Regions from separate parts of the Mus musculus genome. Here region 2 is linked to region 1. The links are chromatin contacts, called in public HiChIP or PLAC-seq maps. All regions are on one chromosome and are shown on one strand. Each heading gives the region's core, a stretch centred on a gene start, on an enhancer-like site or on the middle of the called end of the contact. The rest is flanking DNA. Distances are from core to core; before and after follow the strand shown.

What was found. HiChIP or PLAC-seq counts read pairs in DNA pulled down with a chosen protein or histone mark.
Region 2: an H3K4me3 HiChIP or PLAC-seq map of embryonic stem cells shows a contact between it and region 1, with 19 read pairs. The contact joins the promoter of 2410003L11Rik here to the enhancer-like site in region 1. A contact is called at or near these places in 3 of 39 promoter capture datasets (cranial neural crest, embryonic stem cells and hippocampal neurons), 1 of 15 datasets of contacts at CTCF or cohesin (pro-B cells), 9 of 484 Hi-C or Micro-C datasets (CD8 T cells, the N1E-115 cell line, adipose-derived mesenchymal stem cells and 6 more), 16 of 115 datasets of contacts at active chromatin or transcription factors (the 230-238 cell line, astrocytes, bone marrow-derived dendritic cells and 9 more) and 3 of 9 other capture datasets (embryonic stem cells, liver and pancreatic islet).

Annotation. Positions count from the first base shown.
Region 1 is chr11:97,410,006-97,416,837 of GRCm38.p6, reverse strand. It overlaps a transcript of Arhgap23 not described here. Among named protein-coding and RNA genes, the nearest start is that of Arhgap23, 37 kb to the left of the region's middle. Within about 2 kb of position 4,142, at least 60 of the 459 cell types and tissues checked have an H3K27ac peak or open chromatin away from gene starts, as enhancers often do. A contact at or near this core is called in bone marrow-derived dendritic cells and embryonic stem cells, where this site is marked.
Region 2 is chr11:97,594,922-97,601,753 of GRCm38.p6, reverse strand. 2410003L11Rik (RIKEN cDNA 2410003L11 gene) reads right to left here and starts at 3,243. Exons shown (of 4, transcript NR_045496.1): 1 at 3,087-3,243.

The DNA of each region.
Region 1 (6,832 bases), core at 2,893-5,392:
AAACGGGGTTGTTGCCCTGGCAGAGGGGAGAACCACGTGGGATCAAAGGCCTCCCACCAGAAGCCTACAGGGGGTATGGGTGGAGTCTGTAAGGGGACAGGGATGAAGTACACGTTGGTGGGGGTGGGAGTGGGGGGAGAATCCGGAGGACTCCAGCTTAATGACCTCCACTCCTGCCCCCTGTCCATCCTGAATTTCAAGTTTATAATTAGGAAACACACTTTGGCTGGAGGGCGGGGTAAAGAAGCCGACCGAGGGAAAACTTAATACATCCAGTTAAGACACCAGAGTCTCCTAAAGAGTTTGCAAAGTACATACCCGCTGGACCAACACCTAGAGGGCAGGAGCCCGCTGGAGTGTCAAAAGAGGGAGAGGCTCAGTCCTGGTCTTGACCCTCAAACTGGACCCCAGGGGACATCTTTTCCAAACTCTGAAAAACTATTGGCCAGACACTTTTTCAGCCCTTCAGCTTACTCTGCTGCTGTTGTGATATGAGGGATCGGTGGGGGGCGTTGGGGAGGGGACTTAAACAGGAGCAGCCAGACTCCAAGGCAGGGGGCTGACCCTGTTGTGGAAGGTGAAGGCCCCTCCCATGCTCCAGCAGCTGGCAGATGAAAGAACCCAAGCAGAGCAGCCCAGCGCTGAGTAATGCCCCTGGCACCCCACTCCCGGACCCACCCACAGCCGAAGTGGGCAGAGAGGAGGGCCGGGCAGGGCTGGGGTCCCAGTCCGGAGCCCCGAAGCCTACAACGCAGCCCCACCCGGAGGGGGCGAGCCAAGGACGTCCCGCCCCGGGACCCCTCCCCCACTCCCTGTGGCTCCAGCTGTGCGGGGGCCTCGCCAACGGAAAACGAAAACTTGGGCAGAGGAAACGACGGCGGGCGCCCCGCCTGAAAATCCCGGACAAAAGGCGCGCGGGCCTCCCACCCCTGCTGCCTGGCCGACCAGGGCCTGGCACCACCACCAGCTGTGTGGCCCCGGGCTCGGTAGCCCCGGGCCCGTCGGGGCCCCTACGCGGCGCCTGCCTCCAAAGCCCTTGCCTAGCGCAGCTGTTCTTCCAGCGGGACAGCAAGCTCCCACGGCAGTGCCCACCGACGGGGGCGCAGTGACCCCAGCCCGGACGTTGTCCCAGGTCCCGCCCAGCTGACCCGGGCCCTGGTCAGCCCTCACCTGGGGGGGCCGGGGCTCCGGACGCGGCGGGATCCCGACCAGGCAGAAAGCGACTCCATTCATCGGGCCGCAGTGGAGGCTCTGCGGCCAGGGCACTGTTAGGGGCACGGGCCGGGGCCCAGGGGGCGGGGCACTGGGAACAGAGGGGCGGGACTAGAAGGGGCGGGTTCTAATAGCTCCGCCCCCAGACCAGACCCGCCCCGCCCGTAGAAGCCAAACTCCAGACCAGGCGCTCCTCACGCGCTCCATAGAAAAGTAAAGGGAATCTACACGGACCGTGGGGTCTACACGGACCGTGGAGCCATGGGTCAGAACCGAGCCTGACCAGAGATAAGGTCTCAGGGGAAGCTTCTGGAGAGGGCCTCTAAGGGACCTACCCAGATAGAAGTTGATTGGTGAGCACGAAAGTGGATGAGGGCACCGAACTCAGTAAATAGCACAGGGAAAGGCAGCCAGAAAGGAACAGAAACGGACCCAGAGGTCCAGAAAGCCTGTGAGGTCGATCCTGATCTCATTTCAGACAGGGAAAGAACGGACAAAGTTTGGTGGGAATACTCTAGAGCACTGGTTTTCAACCTATGGGTCGTGACTCTTTTTGGGAATTGAACGAGCCTTTCATCAGGGGTAGCATATCAGATATATATCAGGGTAGTATATCAGATATTTACATTACGATTCATAATAGTAGCAAAATTACAATTATCAAGTAGCTACTAAGCCAGGCAGTGGTGGAACACACTTTTAATCCCAGCACTCGGGAGGCAGAGGCAGGCAGATCTCTGAGTTTGAGGCCAACTTGGCCTACAGAGTTCCAAGACAGTCCGGGCTGTTACACAGAGAAACCCTGTCTCAAAGCGGGAGGTGGGGAGGGGAGTAGAAACGAAATAGTTTTATTGTTGGGGGTCATCACAACATGAAGAACTGTACGAAAAGATTGCCGAGTTAGGAAGGCTGAGAACCTCTGCTCTAGAAAGTCATGGAAGTTGAGGCACAACAGATACGGTTTGGAGTAGGCCCCCATCTAGAAAAGATCCCCTCCCAGGAAGAATCTTAGACAGGGTCCCACAGTGGCAGCCGAGTGAAGCTTAGAAGGGAGGTCGGACAGACACCGCAGACTTTTGGTGCCCGTCATAGTGAGTGCTATGGTTCAGACCTCTGGTCCTGCAAAGATCCACTCCACTAAGACAGCCCTATGAAGAAACACTCCCAACCGGTAAGCCGGCCTTCCTGCTTCAGTGGGAGCTAGTCCTAAAGAGACATTCCAGGCCTGAACCAGCCACTCACTTCACAGTCCTCCAACAGAAAGAACCCCATCCTGCTCCCCCTGGCTCACATAGCCCAACACAATCCTTCATCAAGCTGGGAAGTTCTTTTTGCTGTCTAACTCTCATTCTTCCTCTTTCTCCAGCCCATGCTGACTTCTTCCTAAACCTTTTTTTACAGGATTTTTTTTTTGTGGGGGTGGGGGGTCTGGTCTACAGAGTGAGTTCCAGGACAGCTAGGGCTACACAGAGAAACCCTGTCTGGGGAAAAACAAACAAACAAACAAAGCAAAAAACAAAGGCAAAGTAAAGGACCCTGAGAAGGTGACTCAGTTAAGTGCTTGCCACGCACCTGTGGGGTCATGAATTTGGATCCCTAGTGCCCATGGAACCAGGTGCAGAGGGGCAACAGCAGCTCACATCTGTAATCCAGGTGCTGAGGGAGCAGAGGCAGGAGGATCTCCAGGGTTCTGGGCTCAGTGGGAGACCCTGTCTCAGCAAAGAAGGTCGGGTGTAACTGAGGAAGATATTCAATGTCATCCTCAGTCTACACACACACACACACAGACACACAAACACACACACACACAAACACATACACACACACAGAGACAGACACACACACACAGACACACACACACACACCAGACACACAAACACACACACACAAACACATACACACACACAGACACACAAACACACACAAACACAAACACATACACACACACACAAACACATACACAAACACATATACACACACACAGAGACACACACACACACAAACACACACAAACACATACACACACACACACACAAAACAAAAAACAAAAACAAAACAAAACAAAAAAAACCAAAACCCAAAAAAAACCAGGAACACAGTATACACATATACCACCCACAAAACAAACAAAAATCACAAATGTATTTAAGCTGGTTGAACCGTAGTTTCCTTCTCCATTGAACAAAATCGTAAAGACTCTGCATGGTAGGCAAGGCCTTCCTAAGTGTTAACCAAAGCAGTCACTCAGGACCTGTGAGTGCTGGCCTGTTGAGGCCTGGCCTGTTCACTCTCCTGGGAACATCCTACACAAATGGTCTGGTAGTCTAAGCCTTGAAGTTGTTCTAGAGTCTTCTGTCTCCTTCCCCCTTCACCTACTAGGTCACCAAGTCCCAAAGTCTCTGATATTTGTTGCTCTCCGCCCCTTATTCTGCTACACACCGACCCCCACCCCTAACCTCCTTTCCTACCGTCCTCAGTTCCTGTCCTCACTGTGTACCAGAGAGAACATAACACAGGGGCTACCTCAAGTTTCTGCCCAGGCCAGGCCAAAACCTAAGTGCCTGCGCCCAGCCCAGTCTCTCACATCCTCCTGTTTCCTTCCTCATCCCTCCACGCTTCCTGACCACACACACCACAGGAGGAGCCCTCCCAGCCCGCCAGCCTCTGTCCGTGGGGAACCTTCTCCCCAGCCTGTCTCTCTCTCCATTCCCCTCCTCCAGGTCAGTTCAGCCTCCTCGGAACCCCACAGAGCTGGGGGGTGGGCGGCTCCTGCAGACAGCCCTCCGGTTTCTCCAGCCTTCCTTGGTTGCTCTGGGGGGCGGGAGAGGGTCTCACCATAGAATCATGGTAAAGGATGACCAAGCTAGTGAAGGGAAGGAGCAGGGCCTGAGCCCTGTAGTATCCCCAATGCCACCTGCCACACCCTTGCAGGTCTCTTGCCCCCTGGGATGGGACTGAGTCAACAGTGGTGGTGACTGGGCTGGTGGAGGGGTTTAGAAAGATGAGGATAAAGGGGATTCCCAGGAGAATCATCACCCACTCAGTGGGAGTGTCCTTTTCCCAGACCCCACAGAACATAGAGCGAGAAAATGGCTCTCTGGGCGGACTGAAGAATATGCAGACAGGAGCCAGGGGCTGGGATAGGTGGGGTTAGGGGGGAGTGTACCAGGGGAAGAAGGCTAGAGGAGATGGATAGGAATGGCTGGAGGGGGGTGCAGGTCAAGGTGCAGGAAGAGGTGGGAGGGGCAGCAGGGTGGAGAGAACCCTTTCTGGGAAGTGGGAGGGGTGGAGGAGGTTCTTGCTGTGCATTGTGGAGGGAGGAATTGGCCTGCCGGTCAGCGTGAGCTCACTTCCTCTTACCGCCTCCTGTAGGGGTCTGAGGGCATCAGGCTCTGGAAAAAGTGAGCCAGGGGCACCCCAAGGGGCCACCACCCTCCTCCCTGCCCCCACAGCCTCAGCTCAAATCAGCTCTCCTTATAGAGGCAACCCTTTGTTCTGGGAGGAAAGGACCCTGTGCCAGGGGGGCACTGTACCTTGGAACTCTGGAGCTAAGGGCAGAGGGGGACAGGAACTGATGCATGTGTGGAGATGGAGGAACTCCAGGCATTGTAACACTTGGATTACAGTTAGGTGGTAGGGGGGGCTTGGACCTGGGGTGAAACAAGTTAGTCTATAAGTCTTTCTTTTTTGTTTGTTTTGGTGTTTGTTTGTTTGTTTGTTTTGTTTCTCAAGACAGGGTTTCTCTGCATAGCCCTGGCCGTCCTAGAACTCACTTTGTAGACCAGGCTGGCCTCGAACTCAGAAATCTGCCTGCCTCTGCCTCCCAAGTGCTGGGATTAAAGGCATGCGCCACCACTGCCCGACTGCTTTTTAGTTTTTAGACAGGTCCTCAACCTATAAGCTTGGTCTAGCCTGGAGCTCATTAAGTTAGCCTTGAACTCATGATCCGCTTGTTTCAGCTTTTCAAGTATACTATCAAGATTATGGGCATGCGTTAAGTAAGCATCTTATGCAAACCCACACAGGATTTGAACCCAGGCATCTGGGCTCCAGAGTCTACATACTTAATCCACACTTGGTGGAATATTTACTGGCTGCTTAAACCCTGGGTGTGGTCCCTCTCTGGAAGACTGGCTTGAGTTAGAGTCTTGACTGAGGAAGTCTAGTGAGACGGGGGAAGCAGCCCAAGAGTCCCCTAGAGGGAAAGGGGATGAGGGGACCATATGCAGGACAGTACCTGCAGGAACACCAGCCTTTAGGGACAGACAGAAGAGAAACACAGGAAAGTGGCATCACGTGGGTCAGAGAGAATTCTTAGTAAGTTAACTGGGAGCCAATGGAAGTCAAACTGTGCAGACAGGCAGGGCTTCAGGGAGAGGGTGAAGCTGAGCAAGAGAGGTAGTGGGGTGGGGCAGGGAGCAGGGCAGGCAACTTGACAATCCAAGGGCACCTGGGCATGGCATGGCAGGCAGCTGTTTGAGTGGGAAGATGAGATAGCTCAGATGACAGCAGGCCCCTGAGAAGGCATGGGACAGGAATCCTGAGTCAGCCACGGTGGCCCAGGCCTGTGATCTCAGCACTCGGGAAGCTGAGGCAGGAGGATCACAAGTCAGAAGTCATCGTACTCTAGGCAGCAAGTATGAGCATAGCCTGGGCTATATAATGAAACCCTGCCTCAAAAAAATAAAGAAAGAAAGAAAAAGAAAAAGAAAAAGAAAGGAAAAGGAAAAAGAATTTGAGGGGGAGGGGCTGGAGTGATGGCTTGGCAGTTAAAAGTCATCTCCCCTTTTCTGGCCTCTGTGGGATTCAGATACAAATTTGGGGCACATACATATATTCAGGAAAACATTCATCCACCTAAAATAAAAATAAGTAGCCTGGTGTAGTGGTTCATGCCTTAAATCTCAGCACTTAAGAGGCAGAGGCAGCTGAGTCTCCATGAGTCTGAGGCCAGTCTGATCCACAGATGGAGCTCCAGAACAGTCAGGGCTACATAGTGAGACCCTGTCTCAATAAGTAAATAAAGCAATCTTTAGGACATGTACTTTAAGGGTGGCTGGCGAGATGTATCAGCAGCTCTTATAGAGGACCCAAGTTCAGTTCCAAGCACCCACATGGCAGCTTGCACACATCTACAAGTACAGTTCGAGGGGATCTGACGTACTTTTCTGATCCCCACAGGGACCAGGCACATACATATGCGGTGAGTGCACAGACATGCGTGCAGACAAAACACCCATATGCATGTAATAAACATACCTTTAAAACAATGTTGTTGTGGTTTTAAATGTAGGGACAAGCAAAATAGTGCAGCGGGTTAAGACACTTGCCACCAAAGCTAATGCCTGAGTTTAATACACAGATTATTATGGCGAAATCAAGAGCAAACTGGTCTTTTGACTTCCACATGTACATAGAAGGAGGTATATGCATGCATGTGCTCACAAATATACACACACACAATCATCAGTAAATGTTTTGTTAAGAAAGCAACAACAGGGCTGGTGAGATGGCTCAGTGGGTTAGAGCACCCGACTGCTCTTCCGAAGGTCCAGAGTTCAAATCCCAGCAACCACATGGTGGCTCACAACCATCCGTAACGAGATCTGACTCCCTCTTC
Region 2 (6,832 bases), core at 1,994-4,493, 190 kb before region 1:
TTGGATTTTGGTTCTTTTTGAGATTGGGGTGGGGTGGGGTCTTGTAACGTAGCCCAGGCTAGCCTCAAACTGGTGATCCTCTTGCATAAGCCTGGATCACCACACTCAGCTCAACTGTGAGGTATGGACGCTAGACTTTAACTTCATGTAGGCATGGATGACCACAAGTTACTATAGCAGTCTGGCTTCAACAATGAGGTTGTGGCTACCACAAGACTATGGAAATTAGTTTCCATGAGATTCTTTTTCGAAGTTCTATTTTTTTCAATCTTTCATACTTAAGCTTATTGTCCATTTCAAATTGATTTGGGGATGTATTTGAAGTAAAAGCCGGGATTGAATTTTCTTTGTGAATATCCAATTATTCAACATTTATTGAAGGCTCTTCCATCCCTGTCTGGACTGCAGCTGTGCCTTTGTGTGAGCCAGGTGATGCCGTGTGGATGGCTTTGTTTGAGAGCTCTATTCAGCACCGAGGGTCTAGCTGCACCCTGAATGTACCTCTCACTATTGCTTTATACACATACTTGTACAAAATTTTTAAAAAACTAACTAATTTGCTCACTTTGTATTTCCATATAAATTTGTTTCTTTGGGGACGGAGAGACTGCTCAGTGGTCTAGAGCACATGTTGCTCTTGCAGAGGACCTGGGTTCAGCTCCCTGTACCCACATGATGGCGCACAACTGTTTTTAGCCCAATTCCAGGGGACCTAATGACCTTTTCTGACCTCAACAGGTCCACACAAACCGAACACACACACACACACACACACACACACACTGTCTTAAAGAAGTCTTAAATTTTATTTTATTTTATGTATGGTTTTGGGTCTACCTTTCATTTTTGTTAAATTTCTTTCCTTTTTGTGTGCTTATGTATCTATATGTGTATATGTATGCATATATGTGTATCTGTGTATGCATGTGTGTGCATATCTGTGTGTATATATATGTATGTATATATCTGTGTGTTTGCATGTGTGTATATCTGTGTATATCTGTATGTATGTGTATATATATATATATATGCGTGCATGTATGTATATCTGTGTGTGTGTATCTGTGTGTGTGTATCTCTGTAGATAGACAAATGCTCTGAAGTGGGTTTGGTGATCAGAGAACTTTCTGGAGCTATTTCTCTTCTTTCATCACTGGGTCCTGGGGACTGAACTCAGGTCACCAGGCTTGGTGGGGACTGCCTTTACCTGCAGAACCATCTTGTCAACTCTGGTTTTGTTTGTTTTTTTTAAGTAGCACAGGCTGGCATCAATCTTTTTCTCTTTTTTAGATTTATTTATTTTATGTATATGAGTACACTGTCACTGTCTTCAGACACACCAGAAGAGGGCATTGGATCCCATTTCAGATGGTTGTGAGCCACCATGTGGTTGCTGGGAATTGAACTCAGGACCTCTGGAAAAGCAGCTAGTGCTCTTTATCTCTGAGCTATCTCTCCAATCCTGGCATCAACCTCTTTTTGTTATTGTTTTGTTTGTTTTGTTCTGTTTTTGAGACATGATCTCTATACATAGCCATGGCTGTCCAGGAACTCACTCTATAGACTGGGCTGGTCTCAGATTCACAGAGATCTGCCTGCCTCTGCCTCCCAGGTGCTGGCAAAGTGTCAAACTCTTGATCCTTGTGCCTCAGTCTCCGGAGTGCTAAGATTACAGACACATGCTACCAAGTCCAACCTTCATATACATTTATAGTTAAGCTGGTTGAGGTGGCTCCAGCCAATAATTGTACTAATTGGGAAGATGAGGCAGGAGGATTACCATGGGTTTAAGACCAGTCTAATCTACATTGTGAATTCCGGGCCAGTCTAGGCTGTAATTTGAGAACCAATTTCAAAAACAAGCAAAATGAAGGGAGTGGTGGACATCTTTAACCCCTGAACTTGAGAGGCAGAGGCAGGTGGGTCTCTACAGATCAGCATAGTTTACGAGAGGCAGAGGCAGGTCGGTCTCTACAGATCAGCATAGTTTACACACTGAGTTGTAGACTAGCCAGGGATACGTAGTTGTAACCCGAAGGCTTTTCCATGTACGCCCCAGTTGCCGAACAATGACATGGAGGCTTATTTTCTTCTTCTTCTTTTTTTGTTTGGTTGTTTGTTTTTTGAGACAGGGTTTCTCTGTGCAGCCCTGGCTGTCCTGGAACTCACCCTGTAGACCAGGCTGGTCTCGAATTCAGAAATCTGCCTGCCTCTGCCTCCCAAGTGCTGGGATTAAAGGCGTGTGCCACCACTGCCCGGCTGGAGGCTTATTTTCATTTACGATGATTATGGCCTTAGTTTAGGCTTGCTCCCCAACTAGCTCTTAAATTAACTCATTTATACTAAGTTCGGCCACATGGTTGGTTTCCTCTCCTTGCATCATAAGCCTGACTTCCTTCTTGGTGGCGGGTCTTCCGGTACTTGACTTTCCCAGAGTTCCTCTCTCTGCGCTGGATGACCCACCCTCTCTATTCTACCTTCTCCTATAGGCCATAGGCTTTTTATTTTGACCAATCAGAAGGTGCCTTAGGCAGGCAAGGAAGGACAGAGACACATCTTCACACAATGTACAAAAATATCACTCTAACACAGTGAGACCCCGTTTAAAACAAGAGAAAACAACACCCAAATGCCAGCGGAATGACACAGTCAATGAAGTGCTTGCCTTACAAGTCTGAAGCCCGTTAGTTTCCCCAACCCCCGGCAGAACACGAGCAAGATGGCGTGCACGTCCAGTCTCCGCCCCATGTAGCTTCCAGCTAGCTTAGCCCACTTGGGGACACTCCAGGCTTGTGAGACTGTTTCAAACAAACAAAAAAGCAGAAAAGTGTATAATCATATCGTCCAAGGTTATCCTCTGACCTCCGCACATGTGCATTAACATACCTGCACAGATATGCACACAACCCATGTGCAAATAAGCATATACACAAAAATAAAAACAAACGACGCCCCAAGAGAGGGGTCAGCAAGTGAAGACTCTTGCCACCAAGCCAGAGGACCCTAGTTTGGGATCGCCAGGAAGTGTCTTAGCTAACTACTATTCTGTCGCATCGAGACCAAACGCCATGACTACGGTAACTTACGTAAGAAAGCATTTAGTCTGGGGCTCATGATTCCGGAGGGCAGCAGAGTTCATGACCATCGTCTGGAGAAGCATGGAAACAGGCAAGCATGGCTCTAGAGCAGGAGCTGAGAACTTATGTTGAGACAGCAGCCATCAAGGAGACAAGACAGCTAACTGGGTGGGAAAGGCTCTGGGTTTTGAAATCTCAAAGCCAGCTGCCAATGACCCACCTCCTACAGCAAGGCCACACCTCCTAATCCCTCCCAGAAGTCAGCCCAAACTCAGACAAAGCATTCAAATATATGAATCCATGAGGACCCTTCTCACTCAAACCACCACAGGAGAGAACTGCCTTTTCAAGTCCTCTGACCTCTATGCACACACACACACACACACACACACACACACACACACACACACACGGAGTTGGAGAGATGGCTCAGCGGTTTAGAGCACGGACTGCTCTTCCAGAGGTCTTGAGTTCAATTTCCAGCAACCACATGGTGGCTCCCAACCATCTGTAAGAGGGATCTGATGCCCTCTCCTGGTGTGTCTGAAGACAGCAGTGGTGCACCCGTATACATAAAATAAACGCACACACAAAGTATAAATAAATACATAAATAAAAAACAGCAGCACTCAAGAAGGTATGTGCACACACAATAAATAAATGTATTTTTAAAAAGGAACAGAAAATAATTAAATTTATTTTGATATTATTATTATTACTATTTTGGCTCTTTGGTTTTTCATGACAGAATTCTTTGTGTAACTGTCCTGAAACTCACTTTGTAGATCAGTCTGGCCTCAAAATCACATATTCTCATGCCTCTGACTCCTGAGTGCTGGAATTAAAGACATGTGCTATGCTACCATGCTGACTTTATTTTTATTTAAATTGTATGTATGTATGTATGTATGTATGTATGTATGTATGTATGTATGTATGTATATAGACAGCCTTCTTCTGTGTAGCCCTGACTGTCTTGGAACTATAGACCAGGCTGGCCCCAAACTCACAGGGATCGACCTTCCTCTGCCTCCTGAGTATGTAAGCCAATAAGAATTCGACTTTTGACTTGGCAGAGGCAGGCGAATTTCTGAGTTCGAGGCCAGCCTGGTCTACAGAGTGAGTTCCAGGACAGCCAGGGCTACACAGAGAAACCCTGTCTCAAAAAAAAAAAAAAAAAAAAAAAAAGAATTCGACTTTTGATCTGCAAAATGGTTTTCTAGGATGGTTATTGGTGTTGATTCAGCTTATGAAAAATTAGGGGCAGAACTAATATAATTTTTGTTACTTTTTGATATAGGGTCTTGTGTAAGAATGGTACTGTATGCCTGTGTACTAGGGCTACCTTCTTTTTTTTTTTTTTTTTTTTTTTTAGAAATATATTAATTTATTTAAGATTAGGAGACATCTCTTTTTTCATTAATTTCTTTATTCACTTTACATCCCAAACACAGCCCCTCCTCCAATTCCACCTTCAATTTCCTCTCCCTATTATCCCCTCCCTTTCTCCTCAGAGAGGGGGAGCCCCCCTTGGGTACCAACAGGCCCTAGGACATCTAATCCCAGCAGGAGGAAAAGCCTCCCATTGAGGCCCCACCAGGCAGTCCAGCATGGGGAAGGGGATCCAATGGCAGGCCACAGAATGAACCGCAGGCTCTGCTCCAATTGTTAGGGGATCCACATGAAGACCAAGCTGCACATCTGCTACAAATATAGGGCCACTGCATGCTCTTTGGTTCGTGGTTCAGCCCCTGTGAGCCCCTGTGGGCTCGCCCAGGTTAGTTGACTCTAGATCTTCTTGTGGTATCCTTGAACAGGCATCATTTTGTTTGTTTGTTTTTGAGACAGGGTTTCTCTGTGTAGCCCTGGCTGACCTGGAACTCACCAAGCTGTTCTTGAACTCAGAAATCTGCCTGCCTCTGCCTCCCAAGAGCTGAGATCAAAGGTATGTGCCACCACTGCCCCGGTGAAGATCTTTTAAAAGAGATTTTTTTTTTGAAATTTTATTTATTTCTATGTGTATGAGTGTCTGTCCCTCATGTATGCAGTGCCTATGGAGGCCAGAAGAGTGCATTTTGGAACTGTAGTTAACAGATTGTTGTGAGCCTCCATGGGCTTGTTGGGAATAAAGCTTAGGTCCCCTGGAAGAACAGACAGTGTTCTTAACCGTTGAGCCGTCTCACCAGTCCCTTTTCCTAAGATTTAATTTTATTCTTAGTTCTGTGTCTATGTGTAGATATGAGCATGTGAATGCAGAGACCGTGGGAGACAGAAGGCAGTGACTTCCTGGAGCTGGAGTTACAGACAGTTGTGAATAGCCTCATGTGAGTCCTGAGAACTGAACTTGGGTCCTCTGGCAGAGCAGCACATGCTCTTAACTGCTGAGCCATCTTTCCAGCCATCTTGAGTCAGAAGTCCAACGCTACGGCTTTATAGAGGAGCAGAGCCATCGCACACAAGGGGCAGGGAATCGCAATGATTTGATCAATCAGGGACTTCGAGGCAATAAGAGAAGAGTGGGCTCTCTCCTCTCTGCCTCTGTTACCCTCTTAACTCCCCTCCCCATGCCCTGAATAAACTCTATTCTATACTATATAAAAAAATAAATAAATAAGAGAAGAGTAGAGACGGGTGAGCTGGGGAGCATCTCTGCGGCTGTGGATAGGATGCTGAGGAAGACTGGGGGAGGAATATTTGAGTCCAAGGCACAGAGCACAGCTAAAGACATCAGGCCAGTGGTGACATCTCAATTAGAACGAGGCTGGAGAGAATGGTCAACAGACACTGGGGGTTTACTTGGAAGTTTCCCAGGATGCACTGAGAACCAGATGAGAGGCCAGTGAACAGAATTACCAGTGAGGATGAGGGGAAGAAAAGAATGGGCAGGATTCTAGAAGCAGCAGCTGGAGAGAGGCCTGGTGTTCCCCACCCCCTTCTTCTCCTTCCTGGCTGTCTGGAACTTGCTCTTTAGACCAAGCTGGCCTCAGACTTGGAGATCTACCTGCCTCTGCCTCCAGAGAGTTGGGGTTAAAGGCGTGCACCACTACTACCCAGCCTGATGTCACTTCTTCACCCTGAGGTTGGAGGAGAGATACATCAGGAAGCCACCCCTAGAAGGGAAGATGGGACAGCAGCACCCAAGGGGAGCTGCAAGGCCACAGGGCGATGTTCTCCTCAGTTCTTTTTTTAATTAATTAATTAATTAATTAATTAATTAATTAATTAATTTAATGTATGTGAGTACACTGTAGCTGTACAGATGGTTGTAAGCCTTCATGTGGTTGTTGGGAGTTGAATTTTTAGGACCTCTGCTCACTCTGGTTGGCCCCGCTCGCTCCAGTCAACTCTGCTCACTCAGTCCCTGCTTGCTCCGGCCCAAAGATTTATTTATTATTATACATAAGTACACTGTAGCTGACTTCAGACACACCAGAAGAGGGCGGCAGATCTCATTACGGGTGGTTGTGAGCCACCGTGTGGTTGCTGGGATTTGAACTCAGGACCTCTGGAAGAGCAGTCAGTGCTCTTACCAGCTGAGCCATCTCTCCAGCCCCTCTCCTCAGTTCTAGGAGCCCTTCCTCTTCCTCTGGATAAACTTGGGCAGTGGAGTGTAGCAATGACCTCACTGCTCACAGACAAAAGTGTCCCCTGAACATCATGTGTCTACAACCTCCATGGAGACGCATCAAGTACGGTTCTGTATGGAAGTGGGGAGCTACCCATTGTCTGTGAAAGGAGCAGTCCAAGTAGGGGGA